Linked DNA regions of Macaca mulatta: region 1 is linked to region 2. A link is a contact called in public Hi-C data. All regions are on one chromosome and are shown on one strand. The core of a region is the stretch at or near the end of the contact, and the rest is flanking DNA. Distances in the headings are between cores, read along the strand shown.

What was found. A called contact is a pair of places that touch in the nucleus more often than the background predicts.
Region 1: a contact with region 2 is called in a Hi-C map of fetal cortex germinal zone, with 4 times the contacts expected there. The contact joins the promoter of DDAH1 here to the promoter of CCN1 in region 2. A contact is called at or near these places in 2 of 14 Hi-C or Micro-C datasets (fetal cortex germinal zone and fibroblasts).

The regions. Positions count from the first base shown.
Region 1 is chr1:155,102,207-155,106,865 of T2T-MMU8v2.0, reverse strand. It overlaps DDAH1 (dimethylarginine dimethylaminohydrolase 1), which reads right to left and starts at 2,276. Exons shown (of 6, transcript NM_001266704.1): 1 at 1,825-2,276. The coding sequence starts at 2,127.
Region 2 is chr1:154,986,227-154,991,237 of T2T-MMU8v2.0, reverse strand. It overlaps CCN1 (cellular communication network factor 1), which reads left to right and starts at 1,347. Exons shown (of 5, transcript XM_015144252.2): 1 at 1,347-1,633; 2 at 1,954-2,167; 3 at 2,518-2,874; 4 at 3,008-3,216; 5 at 3,332-4,297. The coding sequence starts at 1,571. The coding sequence ends at 3,634.

The sequences.
Region 1 (4,659 bases), core at 1,027-3,526, 110 kb before region 2:
TAAATCTTCCATGACCCATTGCTAAGTGAATAATAATAGTCAACATTCATCAAATGTCCTGTCCTATGAATTTCAGGTAGATTAATAAATTTATTACAACAACTTTGTGAAATAGGTATTATTATGTCCACCATATAGATGAGAAAACTGAGGCAAGAAACACTCCCTAAAGGTCACAGAATTGGAAAGTGGTGGAGCTGAGATTCAGTCTGTTTTTATCCACTACACCATGTGACTTCTGGCAGTGGGCCACCAGGCTGATATCAGAATTAAACCAATTTAAAATGTATGCTTCAAAATCTGGGCAGGGGAAAAAGATCACTGCTCACTTAGGTATCAGGGAGGCCAAAGCTTGGAAGCTTTTATTATAGGAATAAAATGAAATGGATGAATAAATATGGTGACAGTCTCTTGAGGAGAAATTGGACTACTCTCATCAAAAGAGTGCCATCTTGAAAGGGTTTTCAAATCGATTTTCTTCTTTTAAGTTCAAACCATAGCTCTGCCATTTGGCCTAGAACACATTAGAAAGTATTCAAATGGGATCACATTCCTTATCAGTTTAAAAGAGTGGCACATCTCACAGACTCAAAGATGGAGAGGTGTGGCAAACAGATCAAAGGGCTAAGAGAGATATGTTACTCTTTTGGTTTTCTGCTAATGGAGGGTGGAATAAAAGCTGATTATCTTACTAAGAAATTAGTAGAATATGTCTATTTTCTCAGGCCATGTAGGATTCCATCAACCAAGTAGTGAAGCAGGTGAGGAATAAGCATATTTTATCATAAGCTCTATGAAGCATTTCCAACGTGAAGTGAATACAGACAAAATAGAAAAAAAATTCTTAAATCTCCAGAAATGAAAGAAACCACTAGCTTCTTGCAATGCCACTGGATGCCAACAGCAACGGAGTCTTGAGCCTGGGCTCTTAACTGGCAATGAGAAGAATCCCAGACCAGATGGCATTTTAAAATCCAATCGCACTCTATTTGTCTCTCCCCACTAACCTACATTGCACTTAAAGCAATCAGCCATTTCACAAGCTGCAGTATTTCAAAGTAGTTACAACCCTTGAGAACAGGAAAGCTCTCTTAATTGCTGTGAGTTTAAAAATATAGACAATAAAAATTACGGAATTTGTGAAACAACCATGTCTTAATTAAACACACACCCAACACCGCACAGAGTAGAGCTTTTCAAACCTAGTCCATTCATGCACACATTTAGCACAGCTCACAAACACACTTTCCTTCCATTCATTCACTTACTAGTCCCGTTCTTTGGGACTCACTCGCCACCACTGAAAATGAACTTGAGAAGCCCCAGGTCTGTGGGCACCGACACCCCGTTAATTAATACAGCTTGTCCTGCTCCAAGCTCCAGGCAGGACTTGGGGGCTTCGGTGTCACGACTGGCGCTGCCCCCTGGAGGGACGCCCAGCCTCCACCTGCCCTCCCGGAGCGGCACCCCTCGTGGCCCCTGCTCCCTATGAAACACTCAAAGTTGCACTGTCGTCGCTGCCGTTTAATTTTCAGAAATAAAAATGCCGGTGAGACGGACTCCCCCGCCCACCCACCTGCCCGAGACCGTACAACCACACTGAATCGGATCCTCCAGAAGGCTGCCGGCAGCCTGGAGGTGTGAACAATGAACTTCTCTCTGACTCTGACACACACACACACACACACTCGCCCCACGACGGGAAGTTGTGAACCAGCCCAGGTGCCAATGGCGCTACTCCCCAGGCAACGCGGCTGCCGACGGGAGGGGAGGGCCCAGCGCGCGCCCCTGCCGCGCCCCTCGAGTCGCCGAGCGGGCAGTTACCTCCTTCCTCCGGCTCGGCGCCCCAGGTCGGGTGATGAGGGCAGTCTCCTCGCACACCACGGCCACGTCCTCCACGAACACGCAGTCCGGAAGGCTCTCGTCGGCCGGCAGCTCCACCACCTGCAGCCCCAGCTTGCTGCCCAGCACGCCCACGTAGAGCTGGTGCTGCCGTTCCGCGCGGGCGACGTCCACCTCCTCGCCCTTGGCGCTTCTCAGCGCGTGCTGGCCGAGCGACTCCGGCAGCGCCCGCACCACGGCGTGGGTGGCTCGGCCGAAGGCTGCGGGGTGGCCGAGCCCGGCCATGGCTTCCGGAGGCTTAGGGGCGGCGGTGGCGGCGGAGGCGGCCGGGTCCTGCCGCGGGCAGTGCGCTACAAGCCTGCGAGCGCCCGGCGGCTCCTCTTGGCAGCCGCTGAATGTGGTGCAGAAGGAGCCCAGCTCGCGCCCGGAGCCCTGCCCGCGCGACTGAGCATGCCCAGAGCTCCGGGCGCCGGCCCGCGCGCAGCCCGCGCGCCCACTCCGGCGCTGGCGGGTCTCGCGCCAGCCTAGGCAGGAGTTGTGGCGGCGAGCGCCGCGCGAGGAGTGGGGCCAGGAGAGGCGGCCGGGGAAGCAGCAAGGGCAAGAAGTATGTTCAGGCGGGGGACCTCGGCGAAAAGCCACCCCTACCCAGACCTGGCGGTACCTGTGTTCTGTCGCAGGTGCACACCTCCCATCGTCCCCAGCGCGGAATTGGAGAGCCAGCCTCGGTCTGGACAGAGCGGCTGGAGGGCTTCTTGGTTTTTGCGTGAACAGTTTAAACCTTGCTTACTTACAAAGTCTAGTCCACTTTTGAAGAGCTATAATGGCTTACAGATTCTTCATTTTAAGCTTAAATCGCACGGGTCCCAGTTCTGTTTTCTGGCCTTACCTAAAGTACAAGTTTTTTTGTTGTTTTTTGTGTGTTTGCGTGTGTGTGTGTTTTCACAAAACAGCATTTGCATATCTGAAAACAGTTCTAATTATCTATGCTGCCTAACACCATCCTCTACCCCCAACCCTAACCCCCTCCAGTCCTGGAGCCCAAACCACTGAAAAGTAACTAGTGATTTGGTTTCCAAGTCCTTTCAACATTCTGGTCAGCTTCCTTTTGATACACACCAATTTGCTTGTATCCTTTTAAAATCATAGCATCCGGAAAAGAAACAATTCTTCCTGTGTGGTCTGACCAGCACAGACTACAGCAGCACCCTTGTTCCAGATGCTGGGCCTCTATGAACACTGCCTAAGCCTGTATTCACTTTTGGTGGTCTAGGGCCAAGGCCCAGGCTCCAGCCTTCTTGCCAGAACTCTGATCCCAGCTTTTAGGAAACTGGATTTCTAGGAGCAGGTCTGTCTGAGCATCCTAGAATGGTTGCCCCAGTTGAGCCCGGAGATGTGATCTGCCTTCTCTCCCCTCCCACAAGGGTGGTGTGAATTTATAAATGAGCTTCAAAATTCTCAGCTTCACATTTTAGTTTTTTTGTCTGTTTGTTTTTTGTTGTTGTTTTGTTTTGACGGAATTTCACTCTTGTTGCCCAGGCTGGAGTGCAGTGGTGTCATCTCGGCTCACTTCAACCTCCGCTTCCCCAGTTCAAGCAATTCTCGTGCCTCAGCCTCCTGAGTAGCTGGGACTACAGGTGCGCGCCACTACTCCCGGCTAATTTGTATTTTTAGCAGAGACAGCGTTTCACCATATTGGCGAGGCTGGTCTCGAACTCCTGACCTCAGGTGATCCACCCGCCTTGGCCTCCCAAAGTGCTGGGATTACAGGCATGAGCTACCACGCCCTGCCGAAATTTGAGTCTTAAGGACAGCTCTGACACTGATGTTGGGAAGTGGGACCAAAAGTAAAATAACAAACCTTTAAGATCTACTAGGTAGTACTTCTTTTTTTTTTTTTTTTTTGAGACGGAGTCTTGCTCTGTCACCCAGGCTGGAGTGCAGTGGCCGGATCTCAGCTCACTGCAAGCTCCGCCTCCCGGGTTTACGCCGTTCTCTTGCCTCAGCCTCCCGAGTAGCTGGGACTACAGGCGCCCGCCACCTCACCCGGCTAGTTTTTTTTTGTATTTTTTAGTAGAGACAGGGTTTCACCGTGTTAGCCGGGATCGTCTCTCGATCTCCTGGCCTCGTGATCCGCCCGTCTCGGCCTCCCAAAGTGCTGGGATTACAGGCTTGAGCCACCGCGCCCGGCCTAGGTAGTACTTCTAAAGCAAAATTCTTGGGGGATCCAGGCAGCCACAATAGACCCAGTTTAGCGTCAGAAATCACTTAATGGTGTCCTCAGATGGAGGATTCCCATCAAAGTTACAGGTGAAAGTTGATCTTAAGTTTACCCAGGTTAAATATAAAATTTATTTATTTTTAAATTAGTTTACTATTTATTCTTTTTTTTTTTTTTTTTTTTGAGATGGAGTTTCGCTTTTGTTTCCCAGGCTGGAGTGCAATGGCGCGATCTCAGCTCACTGCAACCTCTGCCTCCTGGGTTCAAGCGATCCTCCTGCCTCAGCCTCTCGAGTAGCTGGGATTACAGGCACGTGCAACTACACCTGCCTAATTTTGTATTTTTAGTAGAGACAGAGTTTCTCCATGTTGGTCAGGTTAGTCTCAAACTCCTGAACTCAGGTGATCCGCCCACCTCGGCCTCCCAAAGTGCTGGGATTACAGGCGTGAGCCACTGCACCCAGCTTATTTACTCTTATTATATATTGTTTATTTATTTAGCTCCCAGGTTAAATAAAGTATAGGACTTCATTCTGCCCTTTACTGCAGACTTTACCAGACATTGAGGCTCCGTATGTCTCTAACTGGCCACCATCTAGC
Region 2 (5,011 bases), core at 98-2,597:
TCTCACATCATTTTTATTAAAATTATGCAAAAAGTTTTTGAAACTTGCAGGGAAAGTTTATCAATCACACTAACGGTATTGGTGATGTTCAAGTAAATTGTCTTGTGGTGGGGTCTTCTACTGAGTGTATTGCAGGTAGAACAGGATCTTAAAATCTGCTGACATTTTTACTACAAAATATTACATCCTAAATCTCTTTTCTGTACTTGGAGAGAAAGGCATTGCAATTCATTTAAAATGGGAGGCTTCCAGTGGTCCCTAGGAAAGGAGTGAAAAACCCCACAAAACGTCCAGCTTGAAGGAATCTGCTTTTCCCAGAGATTCATAGGGCATAATGGTACTGGAATCTGGTTTGGCCTTGCGGTCTTTGCAGGTGATGATTTCAGGCCAAAGCACTCCACGGTGGTCCCCTGCACTTCTGGCTGGCTGCTTGGTTAGCATAGCCTCTTGCCCGCGGAAGCAGGCGGGCAGGGCTTACCCAGTCTCCTGCATCCGTGAGGAAGTATAAGTCAGCCTCCCGGAGAACTCCCCGCGTTCGTTTCCTCTCGGACTTCCAACCCAGGCAGTGGGCTGGAACTAAAGTGGGAACCTCCAAAAACAAACAAGTACAACATATCCAAAAAAGGGGAGGGCTGGAGGAGTGGGGGAGACCTCTGCCTGGGAATTTGCCAAACGATGGGGAAGTTCCGCCCCCCCGCACCCCCCTCGCCTTTTCATTCATAAATGCCACTCTGGGTATTAATTTGCAATTCACTGAATTTTGCTAATAAACATCATGCCAAAGCTTTGGGACTTGTTCTGAACACGCCTCTTTGAAGTCCACAAATATTACTGGCTCAGAGACACACTCCTCTTCCACGTTCTACTCTTTCAACAGATAACTTGCCTCTCACCTTCGCTGTAAACAAGCAAACAGCTCACTGCCTTCCTGGGTGAGGGTTTCCGTGCCCGGTCAACTCGAATCACCAAACAAAACGACTTTTGTTCCTCCCTCTCAGGTCCTCCCACCCACCCAGTCCAGGCAAAGTTCTGAACTGGCCCCCCTCTCCCCTCGCGACCCTCCAACCACCATCACCACCATCACGCCCCAAAGAACGCTTCCTAACAGAAGTAATTTAAGGTGGAAAAAACGAACTGTTTTCTTGACGGGACACACACACACACACACACACACACACACACAAAGGTGCAATGGAGCCAGGGGAGGCGCTTGGCAGCAGCCCGCGCCAACCAGCATTCCTGAGATGTTTGAGAATTCTGGAACGCGCAGACAGAGCCGACGTCACTGCAACACGCGGCGCCTCCGCCGGCCCATATATAAAAGGCGGGCTCCGGGGCGCCTGGGCAGACCGCGAGAGAGAGCGCCCCTGAGCAGCGTCCGCGCCCTCCGCGTCTTCTCCGCCGGGACCTCGAGCGAAAGACACCCGCCCGCCGCCCAGCCCTCGCCTCCTTACCCACCGGGTCCACCGCGCCGCCACCCCGACCCCGCTGCGCACGGCCTGGCCGCTGCGCACCAGCTTGTTGGCGTCTTCGTTGCCGCGCTCGCCCCGGGCTACTCCTGCGCGCCACAATGAGCTCCCGCATCGCCAGGGCGCTCGCCTTCGCCGTCACCCTTCTCCACCTGACCAGACTGGTGAGTTGGACTCTCCTTTTGCCACCGATTCCCCGTCCGCTGTCAGTCCCTTTCCCTGGTCCCAGATTGCCCACAGCAGGAAAACATAAAATAAAAAGTTCGCGGCCGTTTGCGGTAGCCGTTTCTTTAAGCACTCTCTTCCTCCCCCCAAAGACTTGTCGGGACCTCTTGGTGGGAGCAGCCTCCCTCGGTGGCCCGGCTGGACGAAGTCAGAGGCTCCCTGTCGATAGGGTCGGAGACCCCAGTCCTTTCCTACAGCAGCCGCGGCGCCCCTCTTGCGCACCGCGCCGAGTTTCACGCGTTTCTTCTCCCCCTTCCAGGCTCTCTCCACCTGCCCCGCCGCCTGCCACTGCCCCCTGGAGGCGCCCAAGTGCGCGCCGGGAGTTGGGCTGGTCCGGGACGGCTGTGGCTGCTGTAAGGTCTGCGCCAAGCAGCTCAACGAGGACTGCAGCAAAACGCAGCCCTGCGACCACACCAAGGGGCTGGAATGCAACTTCGGCGCCAGCTCCACCGCTCTGAAGGGGATCTGCAGAGGTAAGATGCTTGTGGTTTGGCCCCTTTAAAAAAAAATACTAGTCCCCATAGTCCAGAAGTTTAGTAATTTTGAGACCATGTATGGTGATGCTTTGTTGTTGGTAGCTTGGCAGAAAGGCACATGATTTCAGCAGTCTGGAATGCAATTCAGTGTGTCTGGGCCCAACGAAAGCGCATACGGAAAAGTGATTCCTGACTAACTTATTGTTCTGGTCTAGAGTCTCCGGGGAATTGTAGGGAACTTTACCATAAATTGAATTTAACAGCAGAAAATATGTATGAGTTTCAGGCGGTGGTTTGGAATCTTAACTTTATCCCCTTCTACCTTTCTCTTTTGGTGATCTTTGCAGCTCAGTCAGAGGGCAGACCCTGTGAATATAACTCCAGAATCTACCAAAACGGGGAAAGTTTCCAGCCCAACTGTAAACATCAGTGCACATGTATTGATGGCGCCGTGGGCTGCATTCCTCTGTGTCCCCAAGAACTGTCTCTCCCCAACTTGGGCTGTCCCAACCCCCGGCTGGTCAAAGTTACCGGACAGTGCTGCGAGGAGTGGGTCTGTGACGAGGATAGTGTCAAGGACCCCATGGACGACCAGGACGGCCTCCTTGGCAAGGAGCTGGGATTCGATGCCTCCGAGGTGGAGTTGACGAGAAACAATGAATTGATTGCAGTTGGAAAAGGCAGCTCACTGAAGCGGCTCCCTGGTAAGTGGAGACTGAGCCCTTCAGACACTGTACTGAGATGCATTTTTGGTCTGAAGCTTTGTAGAAATGAGTACTTGAGCCTGTTTGTGTGGCTATGCCTCTGAGAAGTCTTCCCTCTTATTTCTCTCTCCAGTTTTTGGAATGGAGCCTCGCATCCTATACAACCCTTTACATGGCCAGAAATGTATTGTTCAAACAACTTCATGGTCCCAGTGCTCAAAGACCTGTGGAACTGGTATCTCCACACGAGTTACCAATGACAACCCCGAGTGCCGCCTTGTGAAAGAAACTCGGATTTGTGAGGTGCGGCCTTGTGGACAGCCAGTGTACAGCAGCCTGAAAGTAAGTTCCTTCAGGGATGTGTAGACTGTTGCCTGGCAGGGGGGTGGGATGTGAATCTCTTTTTGAAGAAAGAGAAATATCACCCCTAACTTTTCTTCTCTCCTGTCTCTTACAGAAGGGCAAGAAATGCAGCAAGACCAAGAAATCCCCCGAACCAGTTAGGTTTACTTACGCTGGATGTTCGAGTGTGAAGAAATACCGGCCGAAGTACTGCGGTTCCTGCGTGGACGGCCGATGCTGCACGCCCCAGCTGACCAGGACTGTGAAGATGCGGTTCCGCTGCGAAGATGGGGAGACATTTTCCAAGAACGTCATGATGATCCAGTCCTGCAAATGCAACTACAACTGCCCGCATGCCAATGAAGCAGCATTTCCCTTCTACAGGCTGTTCAATGACATTCACAAATTTAGGGACTAAATGCTACCTGGGTTTCCAGGGCACACCTAGACAAACAAGGGAGAAGAGTGTCAGAATCAGAATCATGGAGAAAATGGGTGGGGGCGGTGTGGGTGATGGGACTCATTGTAGAAGGGATTCCTTGCTCATTCTTGAGGAGCATTAAGGTATTTCGAAACTGCCAAGGGTGCTGGTGCAGATGGACACTAATGCAGCCACGATTGGAGAATACTTTGCTTCATAGTATTGGAGCACATGTTACTGCTTCATTTTGGAGCTTGTGGTGTTGATGACTTTCTGTTTTCTGTTTGTAAATTATTTGCTAAGCATATTTTCTCTAGGCTTTTTTCCTTTTGGGGTTCTACAGTCGTAAAAGAGATAATAAGATTAGTTGGACAGTTTAAAGCTTTTATTCGTCCTTTGACAAAAGTAAATGGGAGGGCATTCCATTCCTTCCTGAAGGGGGACACTCCATGAGTGTCTGTGAGAGGCAGCTATCTGCACTCTAAACTGCAAACAGAAATCAGGTGTTTTAAGACTGAATGTTTTTATTTATCAAAATGTAGCTTTTGGGAGGGAGGGGAAATGTAATACTGGAATAATTTGTAAATGAGTTTAATTTTATATTCAGTGAAAAGATTTTATTTATGAAATTAACCATTTAATAAAGAAATATTTACCTAATATCTGAGTGTATGCCATTCAGTATTTTTAGAGGTGCTCCAAAGTCACTGGGAACAACCTAGCTCAAGTACTCAATTATTCAAACAGGACTTATAGGGATACAGCAGTGAATTAAGCTATTAAAATAAGATAATGATTGCTTTTATATCTTCAGTAAAGTCTTTGCATATAATGTTTAAAAAACATGTATTGAACATGACCTTGTATGAAGCACAAGAAAGATTCTGAAGCTAAATTTGTAATTTAAGAAAACAGCGCTGTATTTTCATCAGAATGTAAAGCCTAAGGGTCTCCATCACTCTGCGCGATGGCCATAATAATTTATTATTTTCATCACCAGGTTAGTGGGCATGTCACTTTAGTAGAGAAACCCTTTAATGAAAAGGGGTAGTCCATAACTCAGGCAGCCCACATCCAGATCCATGGGCAAGATTGAATATAATTAATGTATTCTAAAGACTTGCTTGTTTGTAGCTTTATATTTTCCCAATACCTTTCCTAAAAATTAGGAGAACTACTTAGAAATTTACCCTTGGCTGTTATCAGGAAAAATCTGAGTCTATAGGGGTCAGTTTGTTTTCACTAAATGAGCTTGAAGCATGACTTGTGTTAATCCTAATAAGCCGGTGATTAGGTAAACATGCTGTTAAATGCAAAGGAATGCAAGGAATTTCAAGTACTTTTCCAATAGCGTGAGGGCCAAGCTACCCCATC